Regions from separate parts of the Mus musculus genome. Here regions 2, 3, 4, 5, 6 and 7 are each linked to region 1. A link is a contact called in public Hi-C, HiChIP or PLAC-seq and promoter capture Hi-C data. All regions are on one chromosome and are shown on one strand. Each heading gives the region's core, a stretch centred on a gene start, on an enhancer-like site or on the middle of the called end of the contact. The rest is flanking DNA. Distances are from core to core; before and after follow the strand shown. Region 1 holds the start of Tent5a (terminal nucleotidyltransferase 5A). Region 2 has its middle 45 kb from the start of Gm36366. Region 3 has its middle 160 kb from the start of Gm36366. Region 4 has its middle 180 kb from the start of Gm36366. Region 5 has its middle 100 kb from the start of Ibtk. Region 6 has its middle 230 kb from the start of Gm36366. Region 7 has its middle 260 kb from the start of Tent5a.

Evidence for each region. Promoter capture Hi-C pulls out the DNA fragments that hold promoters and counts their contacts. A called contact is a pair of places that touch in the nucleus more often than the background predicts. HiChIP or PLAC-seq counts read pairs in DNA pulled down with a chosen protein or histone mark.
Region 2: an H3K4me3 HiChIP or PLAC-seq map of neural progenitor cells shows a contact between it and region 1, with 8 times the contacts expected there. The contact joins the enhancer-like site here to the promoter of Tent5a in region 1. A contact is called at or near these places in 15 of 39 promoter capture datasets (the 3T3-L1 cell line, 3T3-L1-derived adipocytes, the C10 cell line and 10 more), 3 of 484 Hi-C or Micro-C datasets (cortical neurons, myeloid progenitors and neural progenitor cells), 10 of 115 datasets of contacts at active chromatin or transcription factors (bone marrow-derived macrophages, cardiomyocytes, embryonic limb bud and 5 more) and 1 of 9 other capture datasets (embryonic stem cells).
Region 3: a promoter capture Hi-C map of second pharyngeal arch cranial neural crest shows a contact between it and region 1, with 2.1 times the contacts expected there. The contact joins the enhancer-like site here to the promoter of Tent5a in region 1. A contact is called at or near these places in 15 of 39 promoter capture datasets (the 3T3-L1 cell line, 3T3-L1-derived adipocytes, the C10 cell line and 10 more), 1 of 484 Hi-C or Micro-C datasets (uterus), 9 of 115 datasets of contacts at active chromatin or transcription factors (acute myeloid leukemia, bone marrow-derived macrophages, embryonic limb bud and 4 more) and 3 of 9 other capture datasets (adipose tissue, embryonic stem cells and liver).
Region 4: an H3K27ac HiChIP or PLAC-seq map of heart atrium shows a contact between it and region 1, with 4 times the contacts expected there. The contact joins the enhancer-like site here to the promoter of Tent5a in region 1. A contact is called at or near these places in 7 of 39 promoter capture datasets (the 3T3-L1 cell line, the C10 cell line, embryonic stem cells and 3 more), 2 of 484 Hi-C or Micro-C datasets (CD8 T cells and cardiomyocytes), 10 of 115 datasets of contacts at active chromatin or transcription factors (acute myeloid leukemia, bone marrow-derived macrophages, cardiomyocytes and 7 more) and 1 of 9 other capture datasets (embryonic stem cells).
Region 5: a contact with region 1 is called in an H3K27ac HiChIP or PLAC-seq map of heart atrium, with 5 times the contacts expected there. The contact joins the enhancer-like site here to the promoter of Tent5a in region 1. A contact is called at or near these places in 3 of 39 promoter capture datasets (the 3T3-L1 cell line, cranial neural crest and stem cell-derived epiblast-like cells), 1 of 484 Hi-C or Micro-C datasets (embryonic stem cells) and 5 of 115 datasets of contacts at active chromatin or transcription factors (bone marrow-derived macrophages, embryonic stem cells, heart atrium and 1 more).
Region 6: a contact with region 1 is called in a Hi-C map of group 2 innate lymphoid cells, with 2.3 times the contacts expected there. The contact joins the enhancer-like site here to the promoter of Tent5a in region 1. A contact is called at or near these places in 6 of 39 promoter capture datasets (the 3T3-L1 cell line, 3T3-L1-derived adipocytes, hematopoietic stem and progenitor cells and 1 more), 10 of 484 Hi-C or Micro-C datasets (the C2C12 cell line, Th1 cells, Th2 cells and 4 more), 9 of 115 datasets of contacts at active chromatin or transcription factors (CD8 T cells, bone marrow-derived macrophages, embryonic limb bud and 5 more) and 2 of 9 other capture datasets (adipose tissue and embryonic stem cells).
Region 7: an H3K27ac HiChIP or PLAC-seq map of heart atrium shows a contact between it and region 1, with 6 read pairs. The contact joins the enhancer-like site here to the promoter of Tent5a in region 1. A contact is called at or near these places in 8 of 39 promoter capture datasets (the 3T3-L1 cell line, embryonic stem cells, hematopoietic stem and progenitor cells and 4 more), 2 of 484 Hi-C or Micro-C datasets (both in uterus), 5 of 115 datasets of contacts at active chromatin or transcription factors (bone marrow-derived macrophages, cardiomyocytes, embryonic hindbrain and 2 more) and 1 of 9 other capture datasets (embryonic stem cells).

Annotation. Positions count from the first base shown.
Region 1 is chr9:85,325,861-85,328,414 of GRCm38.p6, reverse strand. It overlaps Tent5a (terminal nucleotidyltransferase 5A), which reads left to right and starts at 1,265. Exons shown (of 3, transcript NM_001160379.1): 1 at 1,265-1,372; 2 at 1,610-2,156. The coding sequence starts at 1,647.
Region 2 is chr9:84,828,929-84,831,482 of GRCm38.p6, reverse strand. No RefSeq gene overlaps it. Among named protein-coding and RNA genes, the nearest start is that of Gm36366, 45 kb to the right of the region's middle. Within about 2 kb of position 1,277, at least 7 of the 459 cell types and tissues checked have an H3K27ac peak or open chromatin away from gene starts, as enhancers often do. A contact at or near this core is called in neural progenitor cells and neural stem cells, where this site is marked.
Region 3 is chr9:84,941,989-84,944,542 of GRCm38.p6, reverse strand. No RefSeq gene overlaps it. Among named protein-coding and RNA genes, the nearest start is that of Gm36366, 160 kb to the right of the region's middle. Within about 2 kb of position 1,287, at least 1 of the 459 cell types and tissues checked has an H3K27ac peak or open chromatin away from gene starts, as enhancers often do. A contact at or near this core is called in second pharyngeal arch cranial neural crest, where this site is marked.
Region 4 is chr9:84,965,689-84,968,242 of GRCm38.p6, reverse strand. No RefSeq gene overlaps it. Among named protein-coding and RNA genes, the nearest start is that of Gm36366, 180 kb to the right of the region's middle. Within about 2 kb of position 1,277, at least 7 of the 459 cell types and tissues checked have an H3K27ac peak or open chromatin away from gene starts, as enhancers often do. A contact at or near this core is called in heart atrium, where this site is marked.
Region 5 is chr9:85,648,487-85,651,040 of GRCm38.p6, reverse strand. No RefSeq gene overlaps it. Among named protein-coding and RNA genes, the nearest start is that of Ibtk, 100 kb to the left of the region's middle. Within about 2 kb of position 1,285, at least 5 of the 459 cell types and tissues checked have an H3K27ac peak or open chromatin away from gene starts, as enhancers often do. A contact at or near this core is called in heart atrium, where this site is marked.
Region 6 is chr9:85,010,296-85,012,849 of GRCm38.p6, reverse strand. No RefSeq gene overlaps it. Among named protein-coding and RNA genes, the nearest start is that of Gm36366, 230 kb to the right of the region's middle. Within about 2 kb of position 1,274, at least 12 of the 459 cell types and tissues checked have an H3K27ac peak or open chromatin away from gene starts, as enhancers often do. A contact at or near this core is called in Th2 cells and group 2 innate lymphoid cells, where this site is marked.
Region 7 is chr9:85,066,205-85,068,758 of GRCm38.p6, reverse strand. No RefSeq gene overlaps it. Among named protein-coding and RNA genes, the nearest start is that of Tent5a, 260 kb to the left of the region's middle. Within about 2 kb of position 1,273, at least 1 of the 459 cell types and tissues checked has an H3K27ac peak or open chromatin away from gene starts, as enhancers often do. A contact at or near this core is called in heart atrium, where this site is marked.

The DNA.
Region 1 (2,554 bases), core at 16-2,515:
CTCCTCTCTACCCTGACTGCCTCGTTCGGCTCACAGCCTCTACCTGGATCAAGGACTGCAAAGCATTACTTTGAACGGAGGCAGCAGCGGGGCGGCGGAGGAAGTGGACAAGCGAAAGCAGGGAGCTTTCTAGCAAACAGTGCGGTGCCAGAGCGCAGAGATAACCTTTTCCAACCCTTAAGCACTCCACTGGCGACTGAAGCTGGAGGGGGAGAAACTTCTCGTCTTTTAAATTTGCCCTTAATGGCCGGTAAGAAGCCAGAGCCTACTTTGATCATTGACGTTTTATCCGCTTAAGAACTGAGAACCTTAGAGGCTGCGAGGAACGCGCTTCTCCCAAGTCTGAGCCGAAGGACCGCCACCCTGGCGGCCGCTTTTCGTGCACTGCTGGGGTTGCGCTCCGAGACCCCGCGGGTTGGCCGCGAGCCCGCGGAGCTGTGTGATAGGAGACGCGCGCCTGCCCAGCTCGCGGGCAGCAGCTGGACGCGCACTCAGGCTGGCTGGCTGGTACCGGACTCCCCACCCCACCCCCACCCCCCCACCAGCACTTCTCGAGGTTTCGAGAATCGAAACTCAGTTCTCAGCAAACCCTCCCCCTCCCTCACAGAGACTGACGTGCGTGACCAGTTGCCTCTGGAGACCACACTTGGCCCAGGGTCCAGAGTGGAATCGGCGGTCTAGCCACAAACGGACACTGTTGAGGGAACCTCCAGGAGACCCAGTTACGCGGCAATGACGCGCTCCACCCGGCCAGAAGGCTAGGCTTGGGAAGTTTCTATAGTTGCGTGATTTTTAACCCTGATCCGGTTTTGATGGCCATCTATCACATTTGAGGCAAAGTGTCTCCTCTTTAGGGGTGTGTGTGTGCGCGCGCGCGTGTGTGGACGTGCAGAAATGGATAAATCTACACGTAGGAGCCACAGGCATCTGTCTGTGCTCATAGCCAGGGGCTGCGCACCCTGGCCTAGCTCCAGCAGCTCTGAGCTCCGGCGACTGTCCACCCAGCGCTGGGGGCGGTGCTCTATGCAAATGAGAGGGTGTGGCGAGCGCTGCGCGCTGGGGCCCCGGAAGCGCGGAGAAGCCCGGTATAAAAAAAGTACTGAAGACATTTCCCCCCGCACAACTGCTAAAGCTCCAGAGACGCGAGTGTGCGCGGTGGCATCGGCGGCGTCGAGAGCCGCCACCTCCGAGACCACCGCAGCGGGGGCGCGGGCGGGGCGCGGGCAAGGGGCGGGAACGCTCAGGGCGCGGCGGGGGTCGGCGCGGAGAAGTCGCGGGCCGCTGCCGGGAGCGCACTCGCAGCTCCTGCGAAGTGTGTCCGCCTCGCGGTTCCTCGCTCGCCTGCGCTCCTAGAAGGGGCGGCCGCCTCCAGGTGACACAGACGGGACTCTCGCTTGTGCTTTCCAGATGCATCAGAGATACTTTTGGTGCGGGGCTGCTCTGCGGGGCGCGGCGCGCGGCTGGGCATTGGGGTCGGTGAGGGTTGGGGGAGGAGGGCTACTATGGGCGTCACGATCGGGGAGGGGAAGCCCAGGCCCCTCGGCGGGACCCCTGTCCCCTCACCCGCACACCTCTCTGCCGCTCCCCTAAATCCACTCTTTCCTCTTAGGACTGACCAAGGCCAAGTGGCTTTCGGAGGGCACTACATGGCCGAGGGCGAAGGGTACTTTGCCATGGCAGAGGACGAGCTGACCGGCGGCCCTTACATCCCCCTGGGTGGTGACTTCGGCGGCGGCGGCAGCAGCTTCGGCGACCGCTGCTCGGACTATTGCGAAAGCCCCACGGCGCACTGCAATGTGCTGAACTGGGAGCAAGTGCAGCGGTTGGACGGCATTCTGAGCGAGACCATCCCGATCCACGGGCGCGGCAACTTCCCCACGCTCGAGCTGCAGCCAAGCCTGATTGTGAAGGTGGTGAGGAGGCGCCTGGAAGAGAAGGGCATAGGTGTCCGCGACGTGCGCCTCAACGGCTCAGCCGCCAGTCACGTCCTGCACCAGGACAGTGGCCTAGGCTACAAGGACCTGGACCTCATCTTCTGCGCTGACCTGCGTGGGGAAGAGGAGTTTCAGACTGTGAAGGACGTCGTTCTGGATTGCCTGTTAGACTTCTTGCCCGAAGGGGTGAACAAGGAGAAGATCACACCGCTCACTCTCAAGGTAAAGCCACCTGATGGGCTTGGGCAGAGCAGGGGTGGGGAGAAAGCAAGCCCAGCTTGCCTTGACTGCCGTCAGTATGGCCATAGTGAGTTCGTTTATTTATTTTTTTATTATTTTTTTTTCACGAGCGCACTAATGCGCGTGAGTGGTGTGGAGTGTTTTAGTTTCCTGGGAGATCCAGCGCCACAACTCTGTGCTTCCTCCTCTGCGTTTCCTTCTCTTCCTTCTCTCTATGGTTTAACTCTTGACTTTCCTTGCTGGACTCTTGTCCAGAGTATAACGTGATTGGTGGAAGGATGGAATGATGTAAATAATTTTTTTGAGTCATCTTGTAATCTAGACTTTGGGAAAAATAGCAGCCTGAAGCAGAACTGAGTCAATGGTTTTTATTATATTGG
Region 2 (2,554 bases), core at 28-2,527, 500 kb after region 1:
GGGAAGAACACACCAATTGGTTACCTAGCACCATACATATACCTTTGACAACATAGATACTAGTAGCGTTGGACCGAGAATAAGAAGTTTATATTTCAGAATATATTTTATGCACACACACACACACACACACACACACACACACACACACACGTATAATATACAACACACACACACATATATGAGCTCAAGCATAACACACATCAGTAGCTTGATCATGCTTGCTTAAAATAGCGTGAGTAATGATAATATATATATAATCATATATATACACATATGTGTGTATATATATGTATATATATGCAGAATACTTCAAACAAACCATTTTCTATTATATGCCAGTGAAAGAGATTTTTATTATGGCATTCATCATTGAAAATGCAGATATTTACTTTCTAGTTTATTCAGGAAGCAGAAGTTTGCAAACTTCTCAGGCATTTTTTTTTTCTGTTGTTGGCAGGGAAACAAACTCAATGAGATGCCAGTTTACAACTGAGAGCTTGAAAAAAAAGGCAGGGACATTCACATTCTGAGCAATCCCCAGGGTAACCATGGATAAACTAAATATACAGATGTCCACACAGTTGCTAGGTGTACTTGGTGGAAAATGGATCATCCTCTTGTTTCCATGGCAATCCTAAATAAACCAACGACTCTGGAATCAGCAAATCAGCAACACATACTGATGCACTGGGTAGGCTGGTGAGCTTTGGCATGCACCAGTAGCTTGATCATACTTGTTTACAATAGCTGAGTGAATGATTAAATAATATCTGCTTCTTGTGTCTACTCCCAAAGCGTCACTTTGTTTGACCATGCTGATGTTTAATATGAATTTTGGAGAGAGGAGTAATAAGGTTAAGTTTCCCAGTGGAAAGACTAGCTCAATAGTGTCTTCATTTACCAATGTAGGGAAGCAAACAAAAAAAAAAGTCTTTGGGAGAAAAACAAAGGCATTATTTGAACACTCATTTCGTTAAGTAATCACAAGCTACTAGTTTACAATTATTTTAATTACAATATGTTTAAAGATTTGTTAGCATCATGGTAAATACAATAATATCTCAGCTAATATCTCAGTTTATCTTCACAGCTGTTTTAATTAGGTTCCTCTAGGTCATTATCTTGTATCACAGAAAAAGGTCTAGAGTTATTAAATGATTTCTTAGAAAATTAGCATGCTCTGATTGTTTTCCTGTAGTAACACAAAGTAGAGTAATGTATAGGGGAGTAAACAGTATTGACCTTTGTATGATGAACACAGGGAGATCATACATCTGATATGGGTTAGCCCTTAACAAGTCCCTACTACACAGGAGGCCAGGGACTGTAAAGCAGGGTATTGATGGCCTCATTCTGTTTTCTCCACATTGGCCATCAGATTTCTTTTTACTGTTTTCTATTTATTTTCCTGGAAAGATTTATCCTTTCTAAATTTAAAGCCTACTCCCATAGTTCTGATGAAAATTGTGGCCATCAACTTACATGGTGTTCCACCTGCACACTGGTTGATAAGACTCTGAGTTTCTCAGAGCATTGAGACATCACTCTAAACCTCATAGTACTCCACTTTCATCTATTTTGCTGGACGGCTATCTACTTCCTGTTTATTATGTGAGGCTAGAGTTTTCTGTGAGTGGAGTATTTCCACTCTCTACTTACATGTGCTAAATTGCTGGTTTCATATACATATTTTTCTCAATCATTTAAGATTTGGGTGACAAATGATAATGCAGGAGCTCCATTCTCAGTACACTAACAGTTTAAGTGGTACAATAGTGACGTAACACATGCTTAGATGAGTGTGTTACCGTGTAATATTAAAAGGAGTCTACTCCAGGTTATCAGGTTGAATATGAACGTATAAAGTCTCCATAAATAAAAGAAAATTGCATAGAGATTGTGCAGAAAATTTAACTAGATAAAAAAAAGAGCTAGAGTTGATTTCCTAAAGAACTTTTGCCTAAATGACTGAATGCTGAGGTGAAGGACAGGAAAATGGACTTGATACTTAAAGTTCACTGGGGATGTGACTTAATGATTTTATCTGTTTAGTTATATTCAGTCTTCAAGAACACCAACATTGTAGCAAAATGGAGTCTTTGTTACTCTTAGCTTGGAGAATAATACAGCATTTGTTGATTTTGTGTCTGTTTTTTTATTTTTTAAAAAATGAGGACAAAGATGAATAAGTTCTCTCACCAAAGCTACATCATCAATTTTACATAGAAATGTAATTACTGAAGATGGAATCTAGCCAGGCCACCTGAATTAATAACCAGCCTCAATCCCCTGATGCTGTAAGAGCTGGGAACGGGGCTGTCTGCTGACCACAAATGACCGAGATCTTTGTTATCTTCTGTACTCAAAATACCACAGGAGGAAGTCAGCGAGAAAGATGTGACATCGGTATGAAGTAGATCAGTATAGAGAATTGATGAGCAACTAGCATGATGCTTAATTTGTACTGTTTACCCAGGCCCTGAGCGAAAATGTCAACTTAAATGACAATTTAAAAGAAAAAACCCACACATTTTTGTCTTTTTGTTAAATC
Region 3 (2,554 bases), core at 38-2,537, 380 kb after region 1:
AATTCTTAAGTCTCAGCCAATCCATCAGAGTTTAAAATATTAACCTAATCCTTTCCTCTAGATGTCATTCTGGCAGTATTTCCCCAATTCTCTAGAAGACAGAGAATCACAATTTCTCTTTCATCTACATTTGTTCTTAAAAGTTTTTACACTTCTCATTAGTATTGTCTACTTTATAGGCAGAAGTAATCTAAAGTTATCAATGTCTTATGTCAAGTTAGATACTGAGACATAACTCTTGGAGGTAGAAAACTTGCTTTGTCTGCTCAGGACCCTGGGATGGATTCTCTGCAATGCACATATGCACATATATATTTATGCATGTCATATACACATATAATTTAATATGTAAGCCAGACCTGAAATAAAGCAGATGATTTTTTACTGAACTACAAATCTATGAAGAACAAGCCATTTCTTTCCAATATCAAAGAGCAGCATAGGCTACTTCAGGCTACATAGTCCTTACATAGTCCTACTGTAAAGGGAATGGTCTCATCAATACATTTGCCATGATGGACCCAAGTCTATCCACCAAAAATTGACTTCCAGTCAGGTCATCTACATTTCCATTAAAGGCCTTCTCCAACTCTGTTGCAAATGATTTGAACTTTCATTACTTATTGGGAAGTATTATTTTATCAATAAAAATTTTAAGTTCTTGTCAGTACTTTCTGAGGAATAGAATGTCATTTATTTTTATATTCACAGCTTTGTTAGAATCAACTTAGTAGGGAAACAACCTTCTTAGAGAACACAAAAATTGTTACATCTATGTCTAGTTTATGATAACTTTTAGACCTCTGTATGGCTAATTATTTATAAATTACTTAAGGTTTCTATTACAAAGTAATTTAAAATAGTTTATTAAAGATTTTAAAGCTTAAATATATGAATCCTTACATAATTTTTTTCAATTTCATCACATGAAAGTGCACTAAATATTACCAATGTCATTTATAAGTGCAGTGCCTATAATCATATCTTGTACAGTTGTTCTGTAAAAGTTGTTTTGATAAAGCAAATATTCAAATCCTGTGATCTATTTCTATATGTTACACTACGAAAGCATTAGAAAAAACATATTTCAAGCCAAATTCCTAAATACCTCAGAACATCATTCAGTTGAATAGGAAGAACATTAAGAAGAGCAGGTCATATTTTTTTTTAAAGGAATCAATGCAAAACCAAGATGATGTAAGAGCACCAGTCAGTATGTGGAGAAACCCAATGTGCTGTAATTAGAAACATATGGGTAGAAATGTGACTGTTTCTTGTTTTGCTTTTCAACTAGTATAATTGGGTCATGTGTATGGATTAGCATACTGGCAGTTTTGGATGAAGAACATTTATGACCTCCTAGAGTTCAGAAGAATTCAGCCAAACACCCACTTTTCTTTTTCTCCACATAAGGAAATGAAAAAGAGAAAGAAAAAGAAGAAAAAGAAAAAGAAAAAGAAAAGGAAAAGGAAAAGGAAAAGGAAAAGGGAAAGGAAAAGGAAAAGGAAAAGGAAAAGGAAAAGGAAAAGGAAAACCCAAGACTCAAGAGTAATAACTCCCACTTAGAGAAGATATTAGATATGTTGATATTGGTATTGTCACTGTTGGTCTTCCTAGTATTGTAAAAATGAGAAAATACACAAATAATATCATTCTAAAATGTTAGCAGTAGAAGGAACTGTGGATGGAGATAAATAGTTAACTCCATCATCTCCTGAGCAAGTGAGAAGTAAATGAATCAGTCCAGGTTCCACAAAGTGTCAGTATCGGAAACCTAGGTTTTCTGACTCTCTGTATTAAGTTTGTCTTCTGCATCTTACTGCTTTCCTGTTCATCGGGAGCTTTCTTGAGGAACTAGTTTAGGGATCACATAGATCATATCCCTATGTGATCACACTTAGCATTTAACTCATTATATCAACACTGTCCTCTCTAAACCTGCTGAAACAATGAAGATAGCTTATAATTTGTTAATCTCCCTTCAAATTCTTACCAATTTATGATGAAAATGAAGGGGTGCTTTTGGGTTTGTTTTCTGCGAGTGCTATGGCTACCACAATCATGAATTCACAGCAGGTGTGACGCTATCCCAGTATACCAGCATGGCTTAAGCAGAGGATCTATCACCAGGCCACTGTCCTTAATGAGGAGCTGGTGGTAGCAGGTATTTGCTGGGGGAGATAGACACACTACTTATCTAGAATGTGACCTCTGATATGTTTCCCTCGCCACCCAAAAACAATCCCATACCCATGCACATGTGGTTGGACTATGTGGAATTAGGTGTTTATCCAAAAGCCAGACATGATGTTGGGATGTGGAGTGTTGGGGTATGTGTGGTTATTAGAAAGAAAGACTGGGCTTGGTTAGGTCATCTTTTTATTATAAAAATACATGAATTTATTAAAAATAGAGAATGGGATAAACCATTTCAAGACATATTTTCAAATTAGACATACATTGTAACTTTTTAGGACAATATATTTTGCACCTGTTACTTAGAGCATAGGGCATTATTGCAAATGTAGAATGAATGGATTACTGCTGCAGAGTA
Region 4 (2,554 bases), core at 28-2,527, 360 kb after region 1:
AACTACCATAGGCCCTGGATGCTAGAAACACAAATAGCAAAAGTGAATAATGACCCTTGGAAGAATGGTTTGGGGTCAGCCCAGCCCTTTTACTGTCCACCCTTCTGTAGCCTTTTCTACCTTTATCCTCATTTTCTTGTGTTGAGTTGTTTTTGGAACAATTCTTCCCCAAGGACTCTGTGACAATTCCTCACTGTGACGGACTTAGGAATAGAGGCTGAAAGATTGCTTTTCTCATTGATTGTCACTGTCCATTTAGGGGTTTAAGATTGCTTTGCACCAAGTGTTGTTGATAGAAATCTTAGACCTACATAGAAAGGTAAGTGTTTTACAGTACAACTGTTGAGTCCTTGGCACCTGGAATTACTAGTGTCTCTGCAGACAGGATTCTCAGAGAATCCACAGCCATTCTAAGTCCAAGCTAACCTTGAGCATCACCATCAACTTCGTTTTAGTTTCTGTGAGCCTTCATGAAACCAGACCACAACAAAATGTTTTTAGACAAATACGAAAACAATGTGGTCTTGGGCTTTGTAAAGCAAACGGCCCATTTCACTAGACCTGTTCAATGAGTTAAGCAATCCTCTCAGTGGGAGAGACAGCAAGGAGGCCTATCTTGGTGATGACTGATTGGGTGTCCAGTCCCAAAGAAGACATCCAAATGCAGAAGGAAAGACAGGCCACTAAAAGGGTTAAAAGCACCAGCAGGCTGCCTTTTGCTCCTTATAAAGTTAAAATTATAAATTCTTTAAGACCTTATAAAATGTTGAAGTAGCCTGTAGAAAGTTTATACGTTTGGCCCAGGTTTTCTGTGCCACTCACTGACTGTAAAGGGGAAACTCTCTTCACTGCAAGAACCTGTTGCAAAGTCTAAGGGGCTCTTTTGTACAAACTGAACACAGGTTTGGATTAGATTATTGAATTTTGTTCTGCTTTCTTGCTATTGTTAGCATGGAAACATGAAATACATAAGACATGGCATGTCCTTATGTTTTTATGTCACAAAGGGGGGGTGTGCATCTTTACAATCTTGATTTAATTTGATTTTTCCTAGTTTTTCTGTTACTGCCAGAAGTTGTCGACGTGTAGATTTTTTCAGTCTTTGAGGACTTTTCTTTCTTTGATTTAAAGGCCAAATTACCTGTTTTTAAAGTAACCTGACAAAACATGTTTCTTCTAGACTTTCTTTGAAGTTCCTAAGCTGGAAGTCTCCTAAAGGTAATTTTAGCAACAGAGTAGATAACACCCCTGTGTCTGGCTATGCATGTGCTATAAAGGGGTAAGTGAGTCATACAAATACATTCCATTAGTGACCTTGTTAGGAATTTCATTTTACCACATTCACAAGAAAGCCCTGCGTTTTAAAATGCCACAAAATGGCCGCTATCCTCAAAAATGCACCCGGAAGTCACACAGATGTGTAGGACCTAATGCCTACCAAGGGTTTTCCATGTAGGTTTTCAAAGCACGCCACGTGCAATAGCAAACACAGGCATTTGCTGTGCTGCCAAAACCCTTTTCCAGAAGTGTCGAGCATCCCGGCAGCTCTCTCCAGCTTGGAGCGGCTGCATTTGACTGTTACATGGACGCAGCAATGTTTTCAGATGCTGGGTCCAGGCTGGTCCTTTCCCGCTAGCTTGGCCATACCTGCGGGAGTCAGATACAAATCTGTGGTGTCAGCTAGCTCTGAGGACCTAGGCCTTAGCCTGTTTTGGAAACCTGCTGATTTTAACACCTAGAGACTAGCAGGTGATACTAGAAACAAAGTCAATGCCCAATTCATTGCTCCATCAAAAGTTGAATGCACTTTTATAAAATTTTTCTTGTATTGTTTTATAAAAACCTTTTATGAATTTGTTACGGTTCTTTACTAGTATGTTTGGATTACAAAGTTTCATTTTTCAACTGAAAACAAAACAGACAAAAACCTGCCATAGGAATTTATGACCATTGAACTCTGAGGCATGACATGATACCAAAACTTTTTTCTTAGTTCTTGTAAAACAGAAGCCAGATAGAACACTTGGTCCCAGACCAGGTGTCTTGTCACTGTCACTCAGCCCCATGGGTTGTATGTTTAATCTAATGGCTTCTACCTGCTTTTATTTATGGTCCCTTAGCAGCATATGGAATCTATAGACCCAGCAGATTAAGGGATTAAGGGACATGTCACTTTTTCTGCTCCATAAATACCCCTGTTACACACACACACACACACACACACACACACACACACACACACACACACAGACACACTTGACACACATGCACACACACAAACACACTGGGTTCATGATAAGCATGCCTAGCTTTTAACCATTTAGTTCCCAAATAAAAGACACAAAACATTTATATCTATAATAAGCCTTAAGGCACTAGAGCTGGGCAGAAATCGGCCCTCTGTGCTATTTTGTCTACTTCTCTGCAAATAACCCTGAGATATCATTTGCCATGTTCTGCCTGAGCCACTCCTACTCAAACTGGTGACCCTCATGACCATGCACTCAAGATCCATCTACCCTATGTTGCCTTCTCTCTCCTCAGTCCCCAAGCC
Region 5 (2,554 bases), core at 36-2,535, 320 kb before region 1:
CACATCTCCATTCTGTAGGACTTGGAATTCTTGTTTCTCCTCTGTCTCAGGTTTCTGGTAGAGAAGTCAATTTTGATATCTATTCAGTACCACAGTAGAGTCAGGGCCAGCCTGCTCCTAGTTGTATTTCCAGGTTTGACCTTTGGCAATAACTTATCCATAACCCCGTGAGTCAATAACTTATCCATAACCCCTTTCAGTCAACCGCTTCTGCTGAATGATTGGAAAACTGTTATTCCCTTTACAAGCACAGGGGAACACATTTGCTTCTGAGGCTAGAAAGCTCAAAATCAGTTTTTGTATCTAAACTGTGATAGTATTTCTTAGTTTAGGCTTATCGTTTTTAGAAGTTTACTATTTGACACTGTATTTATTTTGATCTTCATATTTCACTGTATGCCTTCTTGAATATTTGGAAATAATAAGCAAATCATTGTCAAAAGTAAAGACAGCCCTCCACACACCCCATGCTCTTGCTGAAGTGCACTAGGGCCTTCTTATACTTTGCTAAAGGATTCCCTGTGCTTGAAAAGTGTTTCCATCCTCAGTCACCAAGATAGTAACACACTTACAGCACAGGTTACAGGCTCGCCAAAGCTTGTCTGGAATGGTCATCTTTATCTGGCACTGAGGACACAAAAAGTACTTGAGCCCTCACATTGGGTGTGAGTCATGAGAGTCTCTGAAGTCATTTAGCCTGAAGAATGTCTATACTGGGAAGATGGGTTGTGGGTAAAGTATTTGCTGCTCAAATAGGAGGACCAGTGTTCAAATTCTTAGCATCCACATAAAAGCTGGTGTGACAAGGCATACCTGTAATCCCAGGACAGGGGAGGTGACAGGTAGATCCCTGGGCAGTGGGGAGTCTTGGTGAAACGGAGAGATACAGGGTCAGTGAGAGATTCTGTGACAAAATATAAGGTAAGGAGAGCTTGGGGGAGAGATCCAGCATTGACTGACCTCTGGCCGTCACATGTTCAGGCACACAGACACACGAGAGAGAGAGAGAGAGAGAGAGAGAGAGAGAGAGAGAGAGAGAGAGAGAGAGAGAGAGAGAGAGAAAGACAAAAGACAGACAGATACAACTTCCATCATAGGATCTAGTTAGAGGGAAACACTCCAAAATTTATGATGAAACAGAATCTAAGAGCATAGACCAATAAAAAAAAGTCAAAGCTGCTTTGGAAACAGGTGTGGTTTGATTGACTCTCTGCCTATCAGCAGTGGGACTGGTTAGGTCAGCTGCATTGCAGTCTCAGATCCCTCAGCTCTACAGATGAAAGAGCAGCTAGAGATTGCCCTTGGCTCAAAGGATCAGAACAACACCAGCAGAGACACGCAGGGCTTCATTGTCTCAAGCACAAACAAATCTAGAGTAAACAGCCCAAGACTCAGCCTTTCTTCTTGGCTACTGTTAGCTCCACCTCTCTCCCTCAGGTTTATAAGATTCCTCCTATATTACCAAACACGTTGAGAAGAAGAAATGTAAAAGGAAAGGAGTGGAGGCCAACAGAACTCATTTCTCCTAAACAGTTTCCTAGCAAACCACCTGTCAACAGCCACTTACTGATTATACCTATGACACTTGGACATCTAGAGTTAGAGTTACAAGGGAAGCCAGGGAACTGTGTGTGCGTGCTTGCATTTGGAGTTTAGCCTGGATATTTTACTTTCCCTGTACAAATGTAAGCCTCCATTAGTAAGAAAGAGGGAGAAAGAAATACTGTGAACTCAGGCCTTCTACAGGGAAAAATATGCTTCCTGGGGGATATGGAAATAAGAACAAAATATCTTTTCTTAGCTTTCTGAGTTCCTCCATAGCTGTCTTCAAACACACCAGAAGAGGGCACCAGATCCCATTACAGATGGTTTGTGGTTGCTGGGAATTGAACTCAGGACCTCTGAAAGAGCAGTGTTCTTAACTGCTGAGCCATCATCTCTCCAGCTCCCTGAATCAGTGTTTTATTGCTGTGAAGATGTACAGTGACTATGGCAATGCGTATGACAAATGAATTTAATTGGGGCTGTATAGGGGGCTGCTCAGGTGCTGCTCTGTATTTGAATGCTAAATACTGGCCTCCAAGAGCTGGTTGCCCTTATGAGGAGATTCTTATGCATACCAGCTTTTGTTGTGGGAACCTTGCTCCTCAAGTTAATTGGTCAATAAAAGACTAACACCTGTGATTAGGCAAGAGAAAGAGGTAGGTGGGTTTTCAGTTACCTGGTTGGGTAGTGCATGTAGAGACAGAACAAAAAGAAGAAAGGACACAGAAGAGGAGGAGGCTGCCATGAGAGGAAAGGGACCACAGGCCATGAGAAACAGTAAGCAACAAGGACCATGTGGTTGGAATGTAAGTTAGAATGGCTTCCAAAACCTGCCCAAATGAGGCTTACAGCTTGTAAATAAAAATACCTGGATTGTGTGTCTTTTATTCAAGCTAGGTAGAGTTTGTAATTCCATTTACAGGGCTGCTTTATAGTTCAGAGGTATAGTCTATTATTATCATGACAGGAAGCATGATGGCACCCAGGCAGACAGCAGGAAGAGAGAGAA
Region 6 (2,554 bases), core at 25-2,524, 320 kb after region 1:
GACTGTTAATAATAATAATAGAGGGAAGAAGAGATGATGGGTCCCTACCAATGCCTGCTAAATTACTGAATATTAACAATAACCCAGATAAGGACAAGTCATGGTCTTCAGTTGTAAAGTTACTGGTGAATTCATGATTGGTTATCTCCAAATCCATAGACACAGAGTCAAGGTAGCTCTGATTTGGACCACAAAACATAACAAAAAGACATGGACAAGGGAATGGCACTTGTAAGGAGAAGAGTAGGAAGCTGTCAGGATGTGTTGCTTCTTTTTGTTTGTTTGTTTGTTTGTTGTTAGCTTGGCAAAGCTAGAATCATCTGAAAAGAGGGAACCTCAATGAAAAAAAAAAGAATATTCATTGCCCTGTAGGCAAGCCTTTTGGGCATTTTCTTTTTTGATGAGTAAGGGCTCAGACTATTATGGGTGGTGTTACCTTTGTGCAAGTGGTCCTGAGGTGTATAAGAAAGCTAATGGTGCAAGTGAAGTGGTGGAGTTGAACCCAGGAACACACACTCCTCCATGTCTTCTTCATCAGGTCCTGCCTCTGAGTTCCTGCACTGATTTCCCTTTGTGATGAACTGTAAGATGTATGATTAAATAAAACCCTTTCCTTCCCAAGTTTCATTTGGTCATGATATTTAGCACACTAACAGAAACCTAAGACACTGAGGTTGGAATGAGGTATTACAATGCCAGTGTGAGAGTGATCAAAATGCATTATACACTTGTATAAAGTTGTCAAAACATTAATTAATTAAAAATGAAAACTCAAAGTTTCAAGATCATGGCCATTAGCTGAGGTTCTCATATTCTTATATCATTTTTTATTTGCTGTCATCTTCATTGAATCCAGCATGGGTTTCCTTAATGGTACATTGCAGCTCCACAGGCAGGATGTTTTCTGTTTGTTTCAGCTTTCAGAAATGTCCCTCTTTGCAATTCTCCATTGCATTCTGACGCACGAAGGATTTTTCCACAGAATTACTGCTGCATTGATTTTCTTCCTTCTTTGAAAATCAGTCTAAATTTCATTGATGAAAAACCCTTTCCTTCATCTGTCTTACAGTTATCGTATTTCTACGTAGGTGCATCAAACATAGTAGCAGCAGGTCAGACAAACCCAGATAAAATTGAGCATGGATTTTATTCCTAATTGCAGTGAAACTAGATAGCCACAGCTACTTAACTAGTTTCACATATCTTTGTGTATCTATTCATTCAGTCCTACACAATGTGAATGAGTCATTCCTGCAAGGGCTGCTTTGATCATCTCCTTTTCTGAACCCTGCAGGATGTCTGAGTTTCTGCTTACGTCAAATCAAACTGATCATGAGTCACTCTTTATCTAACTGTCCTTTACTTTCATCATAGGTTGATTGTTCTGCTAAATTCAAGCTGGCTGTCTCTTATTCAGACTCACACATTCTGTTTCACTTCTGGCCATCAGCAGAGCCTTCTGCTCACCTGGCATGTTTCTGCCCCTCTGTATTCATTCTCTCTCTCTCTCTCTCTCTCTCTCTCTCTCTCTCTCTCTCTCTCTCTCTCTCTCTCTCCCTCTCTCTCTCTCTCTCTCTCTCTCTCTCTATCTCTCTCTCTCTCTCTCTCCTAAAGGGATCTCAGCTTTGACCAGGATAATCATTATCATTTGGAAAAACTCTCCCTGCTACATTTTTTTCCTGTTTTCCTATTGCTACCATTGAGTGCATCTATTAACATGTTGATGCATATATGTATTTATTAATGAACACATGCTTTTCAGGTATCTCCTGGGCATGGCAATAAACTGGAGATACAGTTATAAAATTTAAGCTATGTACTAGCTCCAACAGTCTTACTCTTTAATATAGGAGATGGCAATACAAGATCATCACGAGAAATAAACAACCACAATTATATTATTACCAAGTATATTAGAGTATGGAAAGAGATTGGAATAGGGTACTTGACTTGGTTTCACTGAACGAGAAAAGCTTTCTTGAGAAAATAGCAAAGGTTAGCAAAGGTTCTCAAGAATTTCAGAATTTGAAGGACTAGAGAATGACTCTGCTAGACTGACAATGACTAAGTGCAAAGTCTCTCTTGTGAAAACCAACTTGGGATGGTCAAATGTCACTGAAGAGCCTGGGAAATGAGGTCGTGATACAAGTAGAGCACCACGCATATGGTTTTCTATCTTTGGAGGGGTCTTCCTGAGCTTCTCTGAGGCACTTGGAACCCATCTGAAGCTGATACTCTCAAAATCCACTTACATCTTCAGACTCCAGGAAATATTTATTTATTTATTTATTTATTTTAGTTTTCGTAGTGAGTACATATGTGTACTTACTATCACTTCAGACTTAGTATTTGACTTTGGAAACTGAGACTATGGTTGGGACTTGGAATGTATGTAGCTCAGAGAGAACTAAAGGTGTGTATATGTGTGTGTGTGTGTACATGTGTGCATGCATATTCTCAGATCTGTTTGGAATTGATGGATTTATTCAATCCTTGAATAGTTCTAATCTAATATAAAGAACAGGAAACGAACGTGGCAGATTACAACAAAATA
Region 7 (2,554 bases), core at 24-2,523, 260 kb after region 1:
CACCAAAGATAATCTACCTCTCCTAGCAACACAGTCCGCACATAGTAGAATGCGGTTTGTCATATAAACTGGCAATCTTGCATTTTAAAATGATCCCAGAAAACTGATTTGAACTGTAGATACACAGATTCAATTTCTTAATCTTTGTAGTTTTACTTTACAGAGATTTCTTGTGTGCATTTCATTTTATCCTTTAACAGGTTGCATATATTTGTATAATTTAAAGCATTATTTAAAGTATCTTTCATTTACAAGTATTTATGAGAAATTGTTTCCTTAGAATAAAACTGATCTAGGAATACTTTCAAGGATGAGTTGGTGAACACTTATGGAGAGAAATGGCCATGTATGTGAATATGGTGGAGAACAATTTCAGGTTGATGAATGATGATGAAGTTTAAGTGGACTATGAGAATATTTGCTTACAAACACACATGTGTAAGTCCATGGTCCCTCAGGAACAATCCAACAGATGTCTGTGCACAAAGTATTTCATTTTGATGCTACTTTTGGCCAATTATTTTCATTCAAGGCCTTTAGCAAATGTTTATTGAAACTTACAAAGTAATACTGTACTTATATTTGTCCCTGAAGGTTATTTTGTGATATTGTTATTTAAAAACTTTTGCATTTGAATTATACTACTGATAGTTATGAATGGTAATCTGGCCACATGAAATATTCAAGCAAAAAATAGGGGAGAGAACCTTATATAATTTTTGTACATAAAGAGGACATAGTCTTTTTGCCTTTGCCATGACAGAGAAGAAAAATTGCTTAAAATACAGAGTCCTTTCCTATTTGTATTATCCTATAACCATTTTAACCTAAAACTTTAGGTCTGAAAATTATTTATTTCAATCCTTATTGTTAGAGAAATGAAACTTTCAGATCCATGTGAATTTTTCTTTCTCAATTTCCTTGTTCAGCTCAGTGACTGATCTTTATGGTATAACACTATCATCATTATATTGCTTTACTGTTTAATGTTCTATTCTTGGTTGTATCTTTAATTAAAGATTTTTTTCTTTTGTTTTTGTTTCTTTTTTGCAAATTCTGTGGCACAGAAAACACAAAGCTGTAGAAATAAGATGTTAGATGTCTATTATAAGAGCAATAGTCTTCTCAGGGAAAGTTGTCAAAAAGTGTGTTTGATGTCAAGCATGTGTGTCTGGGGAAACGTTTGGAAAATGCACTATTTCTGAGTGCATAATATTAGAAGTGTCTGCTGAGAGTGTGATACAAACTTAGCCTGGCCAGGAAACTGTTTTCAGTCTGTCATGCCGCCTCTGACTCACGTCACTGTTGGATTTAAGTCATATTGTTTTGGCATGGACTAAGTGACCTTCTTTAAAATATTCATTCTGTTCTTGTCTTCTGGGTCATTGTGTTCCTATTCACATGAAAATATATTGTTTATTAATTGTATAATGTGTTTTAATAGAGCCTTTGATGCACAAATGAAATTCATGATTATTAGGCAGTCTTTCCCAGAAGAACCAGAAAAGAGTTAGCTGAATTCCCTCAGCTAATTAATGCCTGGATGAGCCTCTTAAGTCTCCAGAGTAGATCATATGAGGATGTGCTAAGTCTCTTTGGCCCTTGGAGACATGGTACTGGGGCGGTACACATCAGAATTAATTCTTGGCACCAGAGAAGGTTCTGCTTAAAAGCAATAGTACATAATGATCTAAAGAAAGGTTAGAATTAGAGCTAAATTAAGTGAAAAATTATGCTGATAGAGTATAGGGGACATCAAGTAATAACTTAAACTATAATGAGTTTTGTTTTGTTTTGTTTTATTTTAGAGCATTTGACAATAAGATAGTGTTGGGTTAAGGCATTTTCATTGAAGGAAAAGAGTGAGAGAGAGGAAAGCTTGACAGATAAGAATCTATACTGGCATTGAGATGGGAGGACAGAGTTCAGAGGCTGGTACCCTTGGGACAAAATGGACCTAATGATAAGCAAGGGATGGAAATCAACAAGGAGGATGGCAAGAAGATGGAGCTAAGGAGATAATGAGCAGTTAGGCGAGACCTACAAAACAACCTACAGTTTGAAGTCATGTAATATACTGAATGACCCTCCTGTTGACTCTTCAGTTACAAAAGGATATGATCAAATTATTTCTGGAGCAAGATGAATCTCATCCCACGGTTGAAGCATGTGGAGGGAGAAGCTTCATAAAGACAGGGAGTCAATTTACAAAGTGGATCTTTCCTCTTATAAAACCTTTAATTGCTTGTATATAGTAAGAAAATCTTATAGAAACACATGGAGAATTTATACATAAACACAACAGAGAATATAGATAACCTAAGCAGAGGAGAACATTTGTTGATGGCAGCATAAACTGAAAGTCAGCAGTAACAGCTGTGCTTCCAGGTGCTTTTCTTTTTTTTTTTTTTCCTTTTTTTTTAATTAGGTATTTTCCTCGTTTACATTTTCAATGCTATCCCAAAGGTCCCCCATACCCACCCCCCCCAATCCCCTACCCACCCACTCCCCCTTTTTGGCCCTGGTGTTCCCCTGTACTGGGGCATATAAAGTT